Regions from separate parts of the Mus musculus genome. Here all the other regions are linked to region 1. A link is a contact called in public Hi-C and HiChIP or PLAC-seq data. All regions are on one chromosome and are shown on one strand. Each heading gives the region's core, a stretch centred on a gene start, on an enhancer-like site or on the middle of the called end of the contact. The rest is flanking DNA. Distances are from core to core; before and after follow the strand shown.

Region 1 (3,485 bases), core at 901-3,400:
TTTCCAAGTATATCTGTTTTTTAAATAAGAATGTGTGTCTATGTCTGTGTCTGTGTGTGTGTGTGTGGCATGCGCACATGAACATGTGTACATGTTTATGTGTGTGTATATATATGTATATATATATATTTACATATCCATATCTGCAATTATTCTTCCCTTCTTTCTCTTCCATCAGTTTTAAATTTTATTTCAATAGTTAAATCACTATGTCTTGAATTAAGTAGTAATGTATTTAATGACTTTAATTTTAATAGAAAATTTAATTAAGTATCTAACTGTTTATTGTAAGTGTAAAAGAATAAAATTGTTATGTCTATGTTTTCTAAATATCAGTGCTTGGGTAAATTTATTGTATTTTTATTAAATTAATACTCCAGCATTTCTCTGATGTTATTTTAAGTGAGAAGAAATGAACTAGGCTAGGCATTCCTGCTTTGAAAATGGCTTGTATAAATCTGAAAAATAAAAAATAACTGAGAAAAATTTGGATTCACCTTTTCTATTTTAAAATATAGCCTGAGTAAAGGATGCTTTTAGGCATAGTTATTTTGGGACAAAACAGTTACAAACGCTGACTAAAATTACACGTTTCTCTCATTCATACTTGACCGAAGGATAATTTAAGATACTGCTCTGGTTCTGTCGCTGCCAGCATCTGGAGGTCAGCACCAGGAGTGATCAACCCAGGGTACTGCCTGGAGTGAGCAGCATGAAAGACAGTCAACATCTTAAAATAATACGGCTGGATGAGGCAGCGGAGCCTCTTTCCTAAGCATGAGCACGTTTTCTAGTTTCTTTTCCAAAATAATCGGGAGTCACCATCTGTCTTTAAGGATGTCACCATGTTCATTTGATCATCGTCAGTTGTGTCTAAACTTCACTGGTTTGACCTTAGATATTAGGAAGGCTTCCAGTCCCTTGTCACCTCATTTGTAAAACAATGTTACAAAGGGATTTTCTTGTCTCTCTATGGTTGTTTGATTCATACAACACCTAAGCATGATTGGTCAAAAGGACTTTCTAACTAAAGTCAATAAAGTATGTCCTATTTACTCTGTGGTTGCTATGGTTCCATATAATTACAAAAGGACGTGTAGATGAGCAGGTAAAGGGGCTTGCCACCAAGACTGATTGATGACTTGATTGATAACAACCCAACTCTGTGCTACTTACAGGTGCTGATTGGAGAAGTCTGGGACAGAGCCGGTGATTCTGCTGTTTAACCCAGATTGGTGTTTATGTCTCAAACTCTAGGTGGGGCAACCAAAAGCAGAGACTAGGAAAAGCTAGATACCGCTATGTTCCCGAACATATGAAAAGCTGGAAAGATCAGTGTTGGCCAAAGCACAGGAAAAGAGTCTTGGCCATAAATTAGGGGAAGGAATCACTTGTGCTGCCTGAACTCAATCAAGATGATGCTAGAGATTGCATTCATTGTGGCTAAGGAGACGAATCCCAGCACCACCTATGCCAGCCACATGTTGGGATATGGGTGCTTACCTGTGAAGCATTCCAAGTCAGGATGCTTGACAGTGCTTCTGAAACAGTGTATGAAGCTATTTAGCCAAGACGAATGATGCTTATTTGCCACTTGGAGTCCGTTTCACATGTGTACAAACATGGTAAAGCTCTGTTAACTCTTGTGTTCCTGTGTGCACATGCCTGCTTACCTGTGAAGTCAGGGTATTTTCTATTTTTCCCTGTAGGCAAACCGTATGCTTTATGTTTGTAATAATAGTAAAGCCGGTGTTTAGCTTCCATTAAGCATCAGTTAGGCTGCTGACATAGTGAGAACAATTCCTTCCTACGTGCCAATTAGCTTGCACTGGAATGACCCTGATACTGGCTTCTCATTCCATGAGGTGTCTGCAGCAAAGGACCACACTTGGATAAGGTCATCCTTATAGTCCATTGCTTCATTAAATGTCCCCTCTCTTGGTGACCGAGACACTGCTCTTCTACTCAGGGTCACAATGACCTTGTGACAAATTCCTTGCTCATGCCCATCCCACTCTCTAAAATGCCCCTTCCTTGTCTCCTTAAGTTGGAGTTACTGTTAACAACTCCTCCCGGGAAGGCTGGACTTTATCTCTGACTTCAGCTGGAGAATATGTTCCTTGTTGCCTGGAAAGAGCTGCTGGATTCTTGGCCGGGAGCCTTCCCTGCCCTAGTCTTACATTGCCAGCTGGTTTCCTCTGCTCTGCCCTCCTCTGCTTCTTCCATTCTTCCCAGGAATCAGCTGGATCCAGCTTATCTTGAGCCCTGCTCCATTTCTGCCTCTTCCTAAGCCTTCAAGCTTTCCCCAGTGCAAGCCTTGTTTAAATACCCAAGGGCAGTTAATTCTTTGCTGCCCTTTCTGTCTCTGGTTTTCATCCACTATTTTCTCTTGCCACTCAGAGCTTACATCCTGCTCTTTAAACCTTGATATCTTGGCTCCCTGTGCAGAAGTTTTGGATCATTTATGTTTTTGATACTAGAGTCTTAGATAAGAAAATGTTTATTGAAACATTGATGATAAACTAATTTCAGAAATTCCAAGGGTCAATTCAGTTCAAATGTTAATTGGGTCTTCTTCTGTTATCTCTGAGGACAAAGATAATTTTAGAAATCTGGATGAGGCTAACAGAGTTCCTTCTAAACACATTCCAGAGCTGACCACTGTCTGGAGCCTGCCTGTTTTCCTGGGTCATCCTGGTGCCATGGTAACTGTGCCCTCAGTTACAGTGCATGCTCTGAGCTGCTGAATGAGACAGGATGGAGGGGGAGAATGCTGCTCAGGACTCTTCATCCGGCCTCATTGCATCTCCCTTTTCCTCCAAGTGAGAAGAATAGTACCTTCTGAGGGAGCACATAGACTGAAGCTGAGAAATGAAGTTCATCTTAGGGAGGGCATGAGGAATCGTGTATAACGAAGTCACTGATTACCCCCTGACCCCACCCACCCTATCCTCAGGGTCCTTGGGCTTGTTCAGGACAAGGTTGTCTGGCGTTATCTTCCCCTCTTTGGCTACCTTCTTATGCTAGACTGGAGAGCAGCCCTAATCAGCCTGGTTCTCTGTTTCCTGTTCCCTGAGAAAATAAGTCCCCATCACTCCTGCAGGTAAGATAAGGCAGGGTTTCCACCCCTGGGAGGTAGCTGAGCCTCTGTATCCTATCTCACTAGCTTCTTCCAGCCAAAAGCTTAAGACCTTGCCCCATGGGGTCAGACTGATTTCAGAGCACTCTTCTTTTCTCCTACCCCACACCTATTTAAGAACTGCAAATGTAGTTACATCACTAAGGAAGGCTGTGCTTTAAATAGCTCCCTTGATTGTTAAGATCTGGCATACTTGAGCTTTAAGAAGTCCTAACTACAACCCAGGAAACTGACTGGGCAGAATTCAGCTTTCTTACCTATGTTCTTCCCTGCTGGCAGCTGTGAGATCAACAGCCGCCATGTTTGCCCTAAGGAGGCCGAGTTCGCTGGCCTTCTGCCCCTACCC
Region 2 (3,254 bases), core at 542-3,041, 550 kb after region 1:
TAGAAGTATCAGTATCATGTTTAGAAGGGAGGAAACTGAAGCAGAAGTAACCTAATATGTAACTCCAAACTCTGATGGTAGAAATACTTTTTTGAATTCATTGACAGAAACTGATTTAAAAGTATTACCCAACTTAGCATGACCTGGGACGCTTTCAACTTCCTGTCTTCCAGCCTCCACTCCTACTGAACTCTATCTGCCCTGCATTCCTCCTTACCAGGACTCACAGGCTTTCTTACAGTGATTTAAATCATGAATACTTGCTTAATTCAGGAATAAGGCTTGAGTTCTGGAGACTGGCTGGTGTTGAGGTTGCCTACATAAACATACAAGCAGCCAGTAAAGGAAGTGATCAAGGGATACAGGACAGACAAGCATACACGTCAGATAACGCTATCAGGACTCTCAGGCCAGAGTGCTAGCATTTGAACAGTCCTTAGGATGTTCTGTGACAGGTTTAGCTGCTCTGGGATTTATACTTCCTCACCAGAAAAGTGAGAATGATGTTCTCCAGAACATGCCTGTGGTTAGTTGTTGGGTTTCTTGATTGTGATTCCTATCCAACAAAAAGATTCTGCTTCACACAGATCCACAGTGATGGGGATTCCCCTATCCTGGAGCTGTGTCACCCAGAACATATATATGTCTACTAGACACATGGCAGAAGACCACACTTCCCCAGGAAAGGACCCATGGGTCCCTTTCTTTCAAAGATCATTTCCCATAATTCATCATTGTACCCTGCATAATTACAAAGGGGTCTTGCATCAGAAAGGCAGATGGACCATTTTTTTGTGGGTTCTATTTTCTTGGCCTCTGAATTTTATTAAGTCTTAAGAAAACAAACAAAAATGATTAAGGTTTTTTTATTTCTTTGCATGTAGCAGTAGGCACATGTATTAAATGCTTTAATAAAGCTGGGACCTACTACAGAGAAGCTGCATATTCCTAAGAGGAATTCATTTGTTTTTGTGTGTGTGCATGTTGTGCATGCATGCTCAAATGGATGCTACAAGAGGATATGAGGTAACTTTTTCTATTGCTCCTGCCCTTTGCCTTGAGATAGGGTCTCTCCCTGAAGCAGAAGCTAGTCATCTGGGGCTAGGCTGGTTGACTTGCAAGCTCTCAGGATCTGCTCACCTCTATCCCCCGCCCCCAAAACTGAGGTTACAGTCTGTACAGTTGTGCTCAACTTGTTTCATGGGTGCTGGAGGCTCAAGCTGAGGTCTTCAGGCTTGTACATCAAGGGATCTCACCTACTGAAGATTCAGATTTTAAGGTGACTTTTGTAGTCATGTAACTTTTTTTGTATGTATGTATGTATGTATGTATGTATGTGTATATATGTATGTATGTATGTACAAATGTATGCATGGGCAAAGTTTAAGAATCAGTGGCATCTGGTTCTTGTGCAAAAAAGTTTGCATTGTTTAGAAATGAACATGTTTTGCAATTTGTTTTCCACAGCACTCTTTAATTAATAGGTCATTTAATGACTTCTCTGAATTTAAAGAGGAGAGGTTCTGGCTAAGGGATTGTAAGTGCAGTGGTAACCAGGAAGTTCTGTCTGTCTCTGACTCACCTTGAGCTTGTCCCAAGAAGCCCCCAGCCTGTTCTGCATACAGCGCACTCTAGGAGAACATCAGCAAAATGACAAGCTGACAGGAGCTAAGCCAGAATCTCTGACCTTTTATTCTGCTTCATGAGCAAAGAGAAAGGAATACCCCAGCTTCCTGGGTCCAGCCAGTCAGGAGTTAAGCTTCTCCTTCCCTTACAGCTTTGCCAGACAGTCTGGGGCTGGCCTTCCAGGTTTCCGGCTTTCTGGACCAGCTGGGAGAAGCATGCTTCTCAGACCCCATGGGCTTGCCAGAAAGTTTTCCCCAGAGACACAGCAGAATTGGAAGACAGCAAAGCCACTTTCATAAACTGGGTACTAATAGATGTTTAAGAGACTAAAAGAGAAGGAGTTTCTGGGTCAAAGGAAAGAAAAACTATGATAAGTTTTTAACAGTGTAGGCATATTTTTCCTTCCATAATTTGCATATGATCAGAGCAAACCTTTTCCTTCCAGGCGACTCCAGGAAGCCTGGGAGACATGGTTCTGAAATGCATTCAGAGGCATATTTCAATAGTTTTATTTCATAAGAATCATTTTTTTGCGCATTAACCCCAATTCTCTAATGCATGAAATATTCAAGCTGATATTTGACAAAGAAGCCTAGTTGGTACAAATCTCTGCTTTACATATAGATGTCCTAGGGAGCTATGAGAAAGCAGTTAGAGATGGTCTTTTCTTCAGGATGCTTATAGACATCAGTGATGCAAAGCTTTCCATACCTGGGTTGGCCGTGGTGATTCTTGGCCCAGGGTCCTCCTTGGCCAAGTTACAGAATCAAGTTATGCTGACTTCATTGGGCCTGGTATTACCAGAGGTCCCCTGGGAAATGCCTGCTTTATCCAGCCCTGTTTTGGACTGGAACCAAATCCCTATCTAAGCAGCTGAGAAGAAAGACCCAGTGAGAACAGGTCTGCAAGCTCTGGGCAGACAAGGCCACTATTCTTTTCCACCAATGACTGGCTACCTCTTCTTCCACTCTGCCATCACCCTTGAGGGTAAAGTATTTGATTTTCTCTTAGGATGACCCTGGTCTGTCTCTTTCTGTGAGCTTCCATCACTCTGAGGAACAGAGGATTCTCTACTTTCATCCACACTCACCTTCAAATGACAGGGATTTGCCAGAGAAAGCAAAGATGCACTTGGAAACTCTTTCTCCAGGAAAACTATTTTTTGGGAAGAAAGCACTGTGAAGCTGTAAACATGTCAGGGCTTTACCCTACCATAGCCTGTAGAACTTCACTTCAGTAATTTCTTCAACTTTTGTCACCTTTTGACAATTTTAGCACCCAATTCTCCACCTAGCTCACTTCCCCAAGATGTCCCATTTATTGCTAAAAAAAAAAATTAAATTAAAAAAAAACTTTCTTACATAAGTGCTATTGGTTTTTGGAGTGGGGTGTGAAAAATGTGAAACTAGTAAGAAATCAAGACACAGACAAGATTGGTGTCACACAGATTCTTTTTTTAATACTTTTTATTAGATATTTTCTTCATTAATATTTCAAATATTATCCCAAAAGTCCCCTATATCCTCCCCCCGCCCTGCTCCCCTGAAAACATTTTTTAAAATTTTTTTGTTTTTTTTAATATTTTTATTAGGTATTTCCTTATTTACATTTCCAATGCTATCCCAAAA
Region 3 (3,108 bases), core at 175-2,674, 680 kb after region 1:
TAGAAAGTAAGGTCACTGATCATCAGAGATCAGGAACCAATTACTATTTTAAGACCGGGTGTTTGTTTAAATTATCACTGTAATAGAGAAACAATAGATGACTTCATATCTAAATCATGCCCCTGATTCCATCATGGGAGAAACCAGAAGCTGTTTAATTTCTGAGTCACATATCCACAAGGGGTCAACAGAGGAATTTGTGGGGACTGCTGTTATTTAACATATTTTACCTCACAGCAAGGCAGGCACCTTTTAAGTACACATTTCTGCCCATCTCCACAGCAACAAGTAACCTAATAGAGAGCCACTCTCCCCCGATTCCATTGTCTGTGGAGAGTTGTTTATCTTTCTTTAGCAAGCTCTGCAGAAAGAAGAGCAGTTTTCCAAAACTCAGATGAACAATTTGGGCTTACGAAGTAGCATTTTGGTTTTCTCACAGTAGCAATTTTAGGCGACACCAGTGCTTGGCCAGAAAGCTGAACACAAGTTATAAACAACCATTCATATAACCACTGGGTGGACATTGTGATGGAGCCAACTTTTCTGTGCAACATCTCCATTGTGAAACCAGTTTGGCATTTGGTTTGTAAAAGGAGAAGGCAGACTGAGTGTGTGGGTCAGGGGGCAGTGGGGGTGCTGATGTGGACTTCTGGCTGTGCTCAGTAGACTGGCATGAGGTAGTCAGCTGAATTAGCTATATTCAAATGCAGGTCAGTTGGGATAATAAAAGGAAGTTAGGAGAAGTTACTTGGTAGGTAACATCAAAGGAAGAGCAGAAGAGATCTGAATGAGGGAACTGAGCAGAGTATGCAAATCTTGGAATGTAATATCCATGTGTTCCATTGTCTACTAAGCCTGTGTCTCTGAAAACAACACAAAACAACAAAACTGTTCAGGTACTTCTAAAATACTGGCCCATTTTACATATGCTTGTTAATGGTGTCTTCTGTTTGAAAACATTCAATCCCATTTTAAAGAAGATGTCTTCTTTATACAGCCTGTGTCTGTAATTGTTCGTGTAAACCATGGAGAACTGCATGGCTAGAACAGGTAATCTAAATGATTCAGACTCAATATAGAATGAGCTTGGGCTCACACACACACACCACTGACAGCAAAGCAGCATTCCTTTTCCCCATTTCACACCTATTAATGCAATAGGGCATAAATATATAATGACTATTGTCTTTTAAATTATTTCCAATGCATTATAAATTCTCATCCACACAACTTATTAGTAGAATAAAATTATATTTGCCATGCGTCCATGGTCATTTAATTTTCAGCAGACTTATGCAAGTAAATCCACATCCTTCTCTTTGTCTTCTAAGAATTAGGTCTGTAACTAGGTCAATAGACCAGTTCTTTTCTGAAATGTGGGGAAACTGAATTTGACTCCTCTTTCAGTCTCCCATGGCCTGGTATGACATCATCCTCTTGGCTCACACACAAGATAAAATGACTGAAACGTACAAGATATCCACCAACATCACAGTTTAGCAGGCACACTGAAAAGAAGAAATAAATCAAGTGGCTATCCTTGGAGATAAGAGGAGAGGAGCTGATGCAATAGAAGCTAACAGACTTTGGAAGGGAGCAGAAAGATGGAGAGGAAGGAAGAAATTGAAGGAAGGGAGAGGGGCAGGTCCAGGAGGTAAGCTCAAGGCTCTACAGCCAACCAGTGTGCACTTGAGAGCCTTCTACCCAAGAGCAGGTCTGCACAGATTCTTCTACCCAGTTTCCTGAACTTTCTTTCACATTCATGCCTCTCTCTTCCCAGATTCTGCTTTGAAGCATTTTAGGGGTCCAGCCAGTTTGGGCTTTCAGAGCATTTGAACCACTTAGAGACTTGAGGTTTTTAAATGTTAGACACTTACTGTGGTCCATCTGCTTTTCATCTCAGGGGGCAAGACCAATGAACCACAGCTTAAAAATCAGAAGAATGGCACAGAGTACAAGCTGTGAGTGCAAAGGTGAAAAGAGGCGAACTTCTCTATGGCAGAGAAGAAAGCAGAAGCCAGTCTGGGCTATGATCAGATGACACGGGTTGACTTTGCTCACTCAACTTCAAGTGCCGGGTTCAGAAAATATGCTCACATGTAGGCACCTGGAGGGTTCTGATGGCAAGGTGACTAAGGGGTTTAACTCAAAAAAAAAAAAAAAAATAGAGACCTTGTTTGTTCTTTCTTCTTTGTGCAAACGATCCAAGGTCTCAGTATAGTGGCTGAGTGTCAAAGTTCTAAGCAGTTGAAAGCAAGCTTTAACCCTCATGGTGGCTCATCTAGGTAAGAAACTCTGAGACTCAGGATGGAGGAAGACATGGAGACTCAGGATGGAGGAAGACATGGGGTAAGTTTATAGGTTGAAGGATTCAACCTACAGCCTAGCCATTGTTCCTAAGAGGACCCTCCAATAGAAGGGAGAAGATTTAGACCTCACTCTCACTTGGTTTCCCTCCATCCCTCACCCTAACTCTTGGTTTTCTTCCCTTTTCAAGTTCCAAGGAAGGTACCCTCTTTTTGTCCATATCACCTTGACAAAATTTCTTCTCTTCTCCATGTCTGCTGATTACAACCTTCATTTCTCAGCTGCTGTTTTACTTCCTTAGGTTATTCTGCTACCAGGGCACTAGATACATGTTATTACTATCAACAATGAGTACATTCAGAGCCATTATAAAGGGATTTTTTATTTATTTATTTTCATGGCATTTAGCAGTCTTTGTGGCAGGGTAGCCAAAATAGGAATGTTTCCCTCAGGCTTCTGTAGATATCTGTTGTGGGTCAGTCATCAGTATTCATCAGTAGAATATACATACACATGAGTCATGCTTTGACAACTCTCTGTTCCATGCCTAAAATTTTTGTGTAATGAGACAATTATTATTTTTTTTTATGTTTGGGGGTTTTGTCGTTTGCTTGTTTGTTTGTTTGTTTTGGATTTATATAACTGGAAGGCGAGTTCTTCCATGTACACTATTTGTTCAAAATTAGCTAAGGAAGCATTTACAACAGATGAAACACAGGTTTGGGGAGACAAAAATGCCACATTGTTCTGGGTAGTGTTATGTGCTTTAACCACAGCCTTTGGGAGGCAGACAATCAGATC
Region 4 (3,454 bases), core at 292-2,791, 590 kb after region 1:
ACAAGGTTCAGGAAGTTCCTGAAATATACAAGATTTATTAGGTCCCGACCCCCAAGCCTATCCAGATGGTGATACCCTCCTCCTAGCCCAGTTGTCTCAATCTGGTGCAGCATTTTGGGAATGCGGTCTTTGGATGGCATGACTTGGGCTGGGGTCAAGAGTTCTGAGTCGCTCATGTTCTTGTAAGTAATTCTTTACCACACTTTTATAAATAAACTGTGCAAACTCACTGCTTCATTAAGCTAGCTTTGGGTCTGCCATTAGTGTCCTCTCTGAGACAAGTAGATGTTCTGCAACATTTTCCCAGAAAAAGCTACACAGCAGACTGGTAAAGAAGAAATATTAGGCTTAAAATGTCTCCAAGATCACCATGTAGGTCACAGCCTTGGAAACAGTTACTTAGAGAAGTTATTGTGCATCACCTGAATGATAGATTTCAAGAGAGATTTCTTAAGGGAGATGTTGTCAGTGTATAATGACATGGTATAACACTCACTAGAAACTCCTGTGATATCTACTTTAAAATATACTGAGTCAAGTTAGGGTGGCTTTTAGTTGCTTTTATAATGTGAGAAATTGTGCTTGTATGGGGAAAACACTCATAATTTGTGAGTTTAAAACATAGATAATCATCAGAGTTATAATAATATCATAGTACATTTAGGAATGTTGTGTCCCAAGAGACCTCGCAGTGTGGAGATAGAAGTCCCACGCATCCTCCATCCATCCCAACCATATGGGAATCAGCACTGGGTAGACTACAAGTGCTTTCTCCATTTCACTTTTTGGATTGAAATGTTTCCTGTGAACAGATATTCAAATATATTGTGGTTTGGAACATATTCAAATAAACCTCATTAAAAAATAAAACCTACTGGCTCTGATTCCATAAAACACTTAGGTATATAGAATCTTCTAAGGCCAGTTTTTCTGAGTCAGCTGGGATCTGCTGTTGCCAAAAATCATGCACTATCTATGGTTGAAAAGACAGCTGTGTGCTTTGAAACTTCTGCCTATAAACATTTAAAAGACAAATGGTATATCAAGCTATTATATAAATGACATTGTGTCTACATTCCTCTATAGGAGTTAACATATCGTTCATGGTGCATGCTGTGACAAGAACATTTCATCTGGTCACTTCCTAGTGCGCCTTGTTTGTTTTCATGCTTCCAGCATAAACCGTACACTTCTTGATTCTGATTTTGTGCTCACTGTAGTTTCTTTTCAACATGATTTGCTCTTCTATCTCTAGCTTTTCCTGATGCTTCTTTTATTTAATGCCAATCATAAGATGGAAACTATTATGTGTATGGATTATAAATAACTTCTTAGGACCTAGACATATCTTTCTGGAAGGACTTGTGATCTACAGAGGTGACAGGATTCATACACATAAAAGAACTGAGGCTGGTAAAGGGATAAAAATAATATTATGCAAAGTAGGTGTCTGACAGGACAATATTTAAGATTAATCTCCCAGGGCAGCTATGAAAAGGTGTCAGGCAGAGTGTCAGAGGGGTGGTGGCATTTCAAAGGCAAAGAGAAAGAGCAAATCACACATGAGGCAATGACAAACAGGTCAGTTCAGTTATAGTGCTTGGACTCCTAAAGGTCAGGAAGGAATTAGAACCATGGCTGCTAGCTGTGGAGCACCCCAGCAGGTTCCTTGAACAGTGTTGACAATTCTAATTTTATTTTCCTGCCTTCTTATCAGGAGCTAAAACATCTGAATCCAAATATTCTAAATCATTCTGTTGCCTCCTGGGCTGACCATCCAGAAGACCTACCTACACACAGTATTGATCAAACATCATTTAACACCATCTCCCAGGGCTTTTGTCTTCAGAACTATTATACCCTACTTTTTAGGTTGATGTCAGTTGAAGTTAACTCTTACAAAGTGGCCATTTCTCAGGCATGAGAGATCATTCTCTTCCAAAGTTGTGTGGTATTTTCCTTAGAGCTATTTCTTTCAAGCCAACTCTCAAGACCCCACTCAGTACATACTTGCATATATACATTCCAGCACAATCCTCAGGTCAATATTTCTAACTGACTCTGGCCTGTTGTCACACTGATTTCTTGCCAATAGTAAGTGAAATACAGCCAGCACCAAGATCATTACAAACTCCTGATGTCTGACTTGCTACGAGCATCCACTTCCCTGTCCTTTTGTTTGGCTTTACTGCTGATAACAACACTCTGTGGACTCTTTGTCCTGACTCCTGGGAAAGCTGTATTAACTTGTTTCTTTATTCTGCCAAGTCATTACATTCCTCTTCTGTATGTCTTCCATACATTCCTTCCCCTGTTTCTAAAGCCACTGTCTTCCTCCAATCTCTAACAGACATACAACTCTCCCAATGTGTTCTCTGCCTTCTTGCTTTCTATATCCCTTTGTTCTTCCAAGTTCAGCCCCCCTGTGTGAGCCACTTGCCTTTTTGCACCTCCCCAGATGGATCATAAAGACTTGCTCCAACATGCTGGAGATGGAGTTTCCTGTCACTGGAGGCTCTATCTTGGATGTCTTGTACTTTCCCCCCTTGTTTTATTACTGACTGAATCCTTTCTCAGATGAAATAACTATCTCCTTTGTATTTGAGTTTCTCCTGGCAATTGTGCATCTCTGGCAAGAATTTTAGGAGTATTCTGGGGAGAGACTGGCTGGTTTAAATTAATCTAGACTTAAACCTACCCCTGATCTTTACTGTGTGATTAACTTGGCCTCTAACCTGATAGGAAATAAATTAAATATAAAGAATGGGGTCTGTAGAACATCATCACAGTATGGATGCGATCTACTCAGCTCTGTTTTTTCAAAAGGGGTGAAAAAAACCCACCTAGAAAAGCCAGTGATGCAGACACACAATGACCAAGAGGATATTGTACAGACCATATCACTACCAAGGATTCATGATGTGCTATCCCTGTAAAGAAGAGTCCACACATCCACAATCCCAGGAGAACAGCCTAGGCAGAACTATAGCAGTTGTTTCCAGTGCCTATGCAAACAGATGCTTGGGTAGCTTGTCATTAAAGACTTCTAGGGACCTGATATGTAATAATACAGAGAACATAAACATTAATTTTATATAGTTTTAAAGTAAAGTAGGTGTGATCTATCTCATCAACATTTAAGTATATACGAATCTATTGACTTTTTAGATTCATAGCTATTGTTTGATTACAAATTAAAACATTACCAATGAAGTAATTTTCTGACCATCTGCCCACATTAACTGGCCCAAGACTTTAATTATAACTTGTAGAGAATAAAAGGTGATCCACCCTTTTCATGTCACAGAAGTTAAAATCTTACTAAAGCTTGAGTCTCAAGATGAAAGTTCGGTTTCTGTCTTTAATTTGGTATCTAAGTAATTTAATCTTTCTTTCTGTTCCTCATTGAAATGTCACCTTGAAACTCAATTTATTGTTTGCAAGGTATTTTCTG
Region 5 (3,358 bases), core at 359-2,858, 520 kb after region 1:
AGACTTCCCCACCCTGGGATTCATCCCAGAAACAGTCACCAAACCCAGGCACTATTGCATATGCCAACAAGATTTGCTGACAGGACCCTGATATACTGTCTCCTGTGAGGCTATGCAGTGCCTGGCAAATACAGAAATGGATGCTCACAGTCATCTATTGGATGGAACACAGGACCCCCAATGGAGGAGCTAGAGAAAGTACCCAAGGAACTGAAGCCCTATAGGAGGAACAGCTATGTAAACTAAACAGTACCCTGAGAGCTTGTGTCTCTAGCTGCATATGTAGCAGAAGATGGCCTAGTTGGCCATCATTGGGAAGAGAGGCCTTTGGTCTTTTGAAGATTCTATACCCCAGTATAGGGGAATGCCAGGGACAGGAAGTGGGAGTTCATGGGTTGGGGAGCAGGGGGAGGGGGAAGTTATAGGGGATTTTCGGAAAGGATGCTAGGAAAGGGGATAACACTTGAAATGTAAATGAAGAAAACATCTAATTAAAAAAGAAGAAAAAGAAAAAGAAAGGTGTCTCTTGATCCCTACAGACAACTTCCTATCATTTCATCGTCTGGAATGCATGGTTGTGATATTAACCATTGACACTGAAATCTCTACAGGTGGCTTCAGTGCCACCCGTAGCCTAATTGTAGGTACAGGTCTTCAAGAGCAGGCAAAAGTGCTTGCCATCTGCAGCCGGAAGGAACTAGAGTCCACCCAAATCTACTCAAGATACAAAAAACACTTTAGCATATGCAGATGCCCCAAATGGCTTTATAGACAAAAATCCCTTTAATAAGCCTGAGACAGGCCTGAATTTATTTAAATGTTTAATTCTGAATGTATGTGTGCCTGGTAGTAATGTTCACCATCTGTCTGACACTGCCTATTGAGGTAATTGTCAAGCTACAGTATGACATATGGTGCACATATTTGGCCCTTAAATATAACCGCCTTGGCATGAAAGAATTGGAAATGAAGATTTAATCTTTGTTATCATTCAAGTTGGAGTTGAACAAACAGCCAGTTCTAGGCTATCACTGTTTTCTTATTTTGTGATAAATACGCCTCCACAGGCAGGCCCGCAAGCAGGACTGGAGTGGCAAGCCTGGCTCCAATGTACCAAGTCCTTTCCTCTCTGCTGCATCTCTTAGCAAGCAACCCAGGCAGGAGGGCAGGGCTACAGCAGCTAGTCTTGGGTAGGGGAGTATGTGGAGGGTCCCAGGTAGGGGCACAGCTGGGCTGTGGCCTTGAAGGACTTCTTAGACAGCCAGTAACTGCAGCAGCTCCTATCTTGACTAGTCCTTCTAATTCCTGAGCTTTTCTTTTCAAACCTACCCTGTTTTATTTCCCTAACAAGCTCTTCATCAGCACAACAAATACGGTGATATCCACAAAAAGAAGGAAGAAATGGCAGAGCATAGCAGTTTCCTGAGCCCTGCTAGTGCCCCAGGATAGTGCACATGGCTCCAAGAGAGAACAATACCCTTTTCAAGTTATTTTGGTTAAAGGATTGTGACCTTGGAGTGACAAATGTCTCAGGCACTGCACCCTTCTTGGTTTAAATACTAGCAGCTCTGTAGCATTGGACACAGCTGTGTAGATGCCGAAGTCTGACTTGAAAGACCTACTTTCTGTTGGATTAGAGGATAAGTGTAGCTATTGTGGTTGCAGCCACTGACTGGATCTACAGCGATGCAAATATGGCAACTGGGGCAATGGGACTCCAGGGGAGTCTGTGCCTCTTCTCAATTGGGGTAGCCTGTCATTCATTACACGCAGTCCTCCGTACAATAACAGCTTCCTGTGTAGAGTCAACATACAGTTTCTCAACCCTGCCCCTCCCTGGCTCACCCTTACTGCCTTTTCATTTCACAAGGGAGACAGCAGGGGCTGCTGGAAGGGAAGCAGGATAGTTAACACCGTGCTCACACTCACACATTTTAGGAGACCTGGGAATGATCATTCCAACATGAGTAAGACAGTCACCAAGGTAATACTCCATCCTTGCATTTTCTTCTAGTCGAAATGACGACTTGATTCCACGTCTTGGAATACCGCCAAGGCTTGTCTTTAAGCCTCGAGCTTTACATGTCCTCTGTTCCTAATTAGCAACTGGGCTAAATTTAGCAAGGTCTCTCTGATGCCACTATAGACACAGAAGGATTCCAAACATCTCACAAGAAGGCAAGAGATTTGGTGGATCTAGGGAAAGAGAAAACAAACCTGATGGTACCCCCTCTGGAGAGAAGATTGAGATGCTTAGGGATTTTGAAGCAAAGTGATAACACTCGGCATTGAAGATATTTAAATTCTGATGTGGGGCTCCCTTGAGACCCAGAATGTGTAGTGCAGTGGTCTAGGGTCACGTTCTCAGAGCTGCCTGGCCCAGGGGATAAAATAAGGAAAAGGAGATTCTTTCTCATGCTTCCTGCTCACTTTTGATTCCCACGGCTATGAGATTCTGAATCCTTTTCTCTGGTGTAGTGTCCAAAGATCCAAATCCCGAGGGCATTTCCATCCTGTTTCCAGAGTCCCCAGGGAACGACGTTGCCCAGTGATGATTCCCCAACTCCTCCTGATCAGTCCCACCGCCTCCCTCTGTTCTCTCTCTCCCGGCAGGTTTTATTTATGAGACTTTCAAAATAACACAAGAGCTTCAAGAAAATCTAATAAAAATTGTGGATATGTATAACCTTGACCTCCAGCCACGGATTATTAGCAACTTGCTGTATGTATTTATTTTCCTTTTATGTGTGAATGGATGTATATGCATGATCTCTGCCATGATTTTGGTTTGGTTGCTAAGCTTTCTGGGAATAAATTAGACATTCTGAACCTTTCTTTGTTTTTTTTTGGGTTTTTTTGTATGCTTATGCTGAGAACATTAACATTGTCTATATAATAAATGAATCATCATTACATATATAGACATGGATGCTGTAGTACTTACTGGTTATTACATAGGACATGTTCACATTACCTCATAGTACCTTTTGTTGGCTTTGTACTTGGACATTGCTTTCTATGAAAGATCTCGGCCAACTATTTTATTAAAGGTATCCATTGCTTTCGCATTTGTGTTGACTTTCATGTTGATTTGTGTTGACTCCTGTCTCATAGGCCATTGGCTGTGGTATAGGCTTAAGAGCCTATTCTGCCCTCACACATACACTGAAGATGCTGCGCATCCTATAGTGTGACACACAGCTGATTGCCTTGCAGTGCCTTCATTCATCCAGACTCATGCCCTTTCCTTCCCCGTGTCTTAGTGCCCTCGTGCTCACAGGTAAAGTTGCCCAGATCCTTTTTTCTGAATTGATTGGTCATTTTCCTGGCCGCTAGTGTGCTCGACCACTGGAAGCCT

Evidence for each region. A called contact is a pair of places that touch in the nucleus more often than the background predicts. HiChIP or PLAC-seq counts read pairs in DNA pulled down with a chosen protein or histone mark.
Region 2: an H3K27ac HiChIP or PLAC-seq map of heart atrium shows a contact between it and region 1, with 7 times the contacts expected there. The contact joins two enhancer-like sites. A contact is called at or near these places in 1 of 15 datasets of contacts at CTCF or cohesin (pro-B cells), 1 of 484 Hi-C or Micro-C datasets (the N1E-115 cell line) and 1 of 115 datasets of contacts at active chromatin or transcription factors (heart atrium).
Region 3: a Hi-C map of the N1E-115 cell line shows a contact between it and region 1, with 3 times the contacts expected there. The contact joins two enhancer-like sites. A contact is called at or near these places in 2 of 484 Hi-C or Micro-C datasets (the N1E-115 cell line and adipose-derived mesenchymal stem cells), 1 of 115 datasets of contacts at active chromatin or transcription factors (heart atrium) and 1 of 9 other capture datasets (embryonic stem cells).
Region 4: a contact with region 1 is called in an H3K27ac HiChIP or PLAC-seq map of heart atrium, with 15 times the contacts expected there. The contact joins two enhancer-like sites. A contact is called at or near these places in 1 of 15 datasets of contacts at CTCF or cohesin (large pre-B cells), 17 of 484 Hi-C or Micro-C datasets (the C2C12 cell line, the N1E-115 cell line, adipose-derived mesenchymal stem cells and 9 more) and 1 of 115 datasets of contacts at active chromatin or transcription factors (heart atrium).
Region 5: a contact with region 1 is called in an H3K27ac HiChIP or PLAC-seq map of neural progenitor cells, with 7 times the contacts expected there. The contact joins two enhancer-like sites. A contact is called at or near these places in 1 of 15 datasets of contacts at CTCF or cohesin (large pre-B cells), 1 of 484 Hi-C or Micro-C datasets (myocytes) and 3 of 115 datasets of contacts at active chromatin or transcription factors (embryonic stem cells, neural progenitor cells and stem cell-derived neural progenitor cells).

The regions. Positions count from the first base shown.
Region 1 is chr2:124,919,181-124,922,665 of GRCm38.p6, reverse strand. No RefSeq gene overlaps it. Among named protein-coding and RNA genes, the nearest start is that of Gm39920, 130 kb to the right of the region's middle. Within about 2 kb of position 2,150, at least 37 of the 459 cell types and tissues checked have an H3K27ac peak or open chromatin away from gene starts, as enhancers often do. A contact at or near this core is called in the N1E-115 cell line, heart atrium and neural progenitor cells, where this site is marked.
Region 2 is chr2:124,368,723-124,371,976 of GRCm38.p6, reverse strand. It overlaps a transcript of Sema6d not described here. Among named protein-coding and RNA genes, the nearest start is that of 4930583P06Rik, 150 kb to the right of the region's middle. Within about 2 kb of position 1,791, at least 30 of the 459 cell types and tissues checked have an H3K27ac peak or open chromatin away from gene starts, as enhancers often do. A contact at or near this core is called in heart atrium, where this site is marked.
Region 3 is chr2:124,242,192-124,245,299 of GRCm38.p6, reverse strand. It overlaps a transcript of Sema6d not described here. Among named protein-coding and RNA genes, the nearest start is that of 4930583P06Rik, 21 kb to the right of the region's middle. Within about 2 kb of position 1,424, at least 24 of the 459 cell types and tissues checked have an H3K27ac peak or open chromatin away from gene starts, as enhancers often do. A contact at or near this core is called in the N1E-115 cell line, where this site is marked.
Region 4 is chr2:124,328,673-124,332,126 of GRCm38.p6, reverse strand. It overlaps a transcript of Sema6d not described here. Among named protein-coding and RNA genes, the nearest start is that of 4930583P06Rik, 110 kb to the right of the region's middle. Within about 2 kb of position 1,541, at least 8 of the 459 cell types and tissues checked have an H3K27ac peak or open chromatin away from gene starts, as enhancers often do. A contact at or near this core is called in heart atrium, where this site is marked.
Region 5 is chr2:124,402,886-124,406,243 of GRCm38.p6, reverse strand. It overlaps a transcript of Sema6d not described here. Among named protein-coding and RNA genes, the nearest start is that of 4930583P06Rik, 180 kb to the right of the region's middle. Within about 2 kb of position 1,608, at least 25 of the 459 cell types and tissues checked have an H3K27ac peak or open chromatin away from gene starts, as enhancers often do. A contact at or near this core is called in neural progenitor cells, where this site is marked.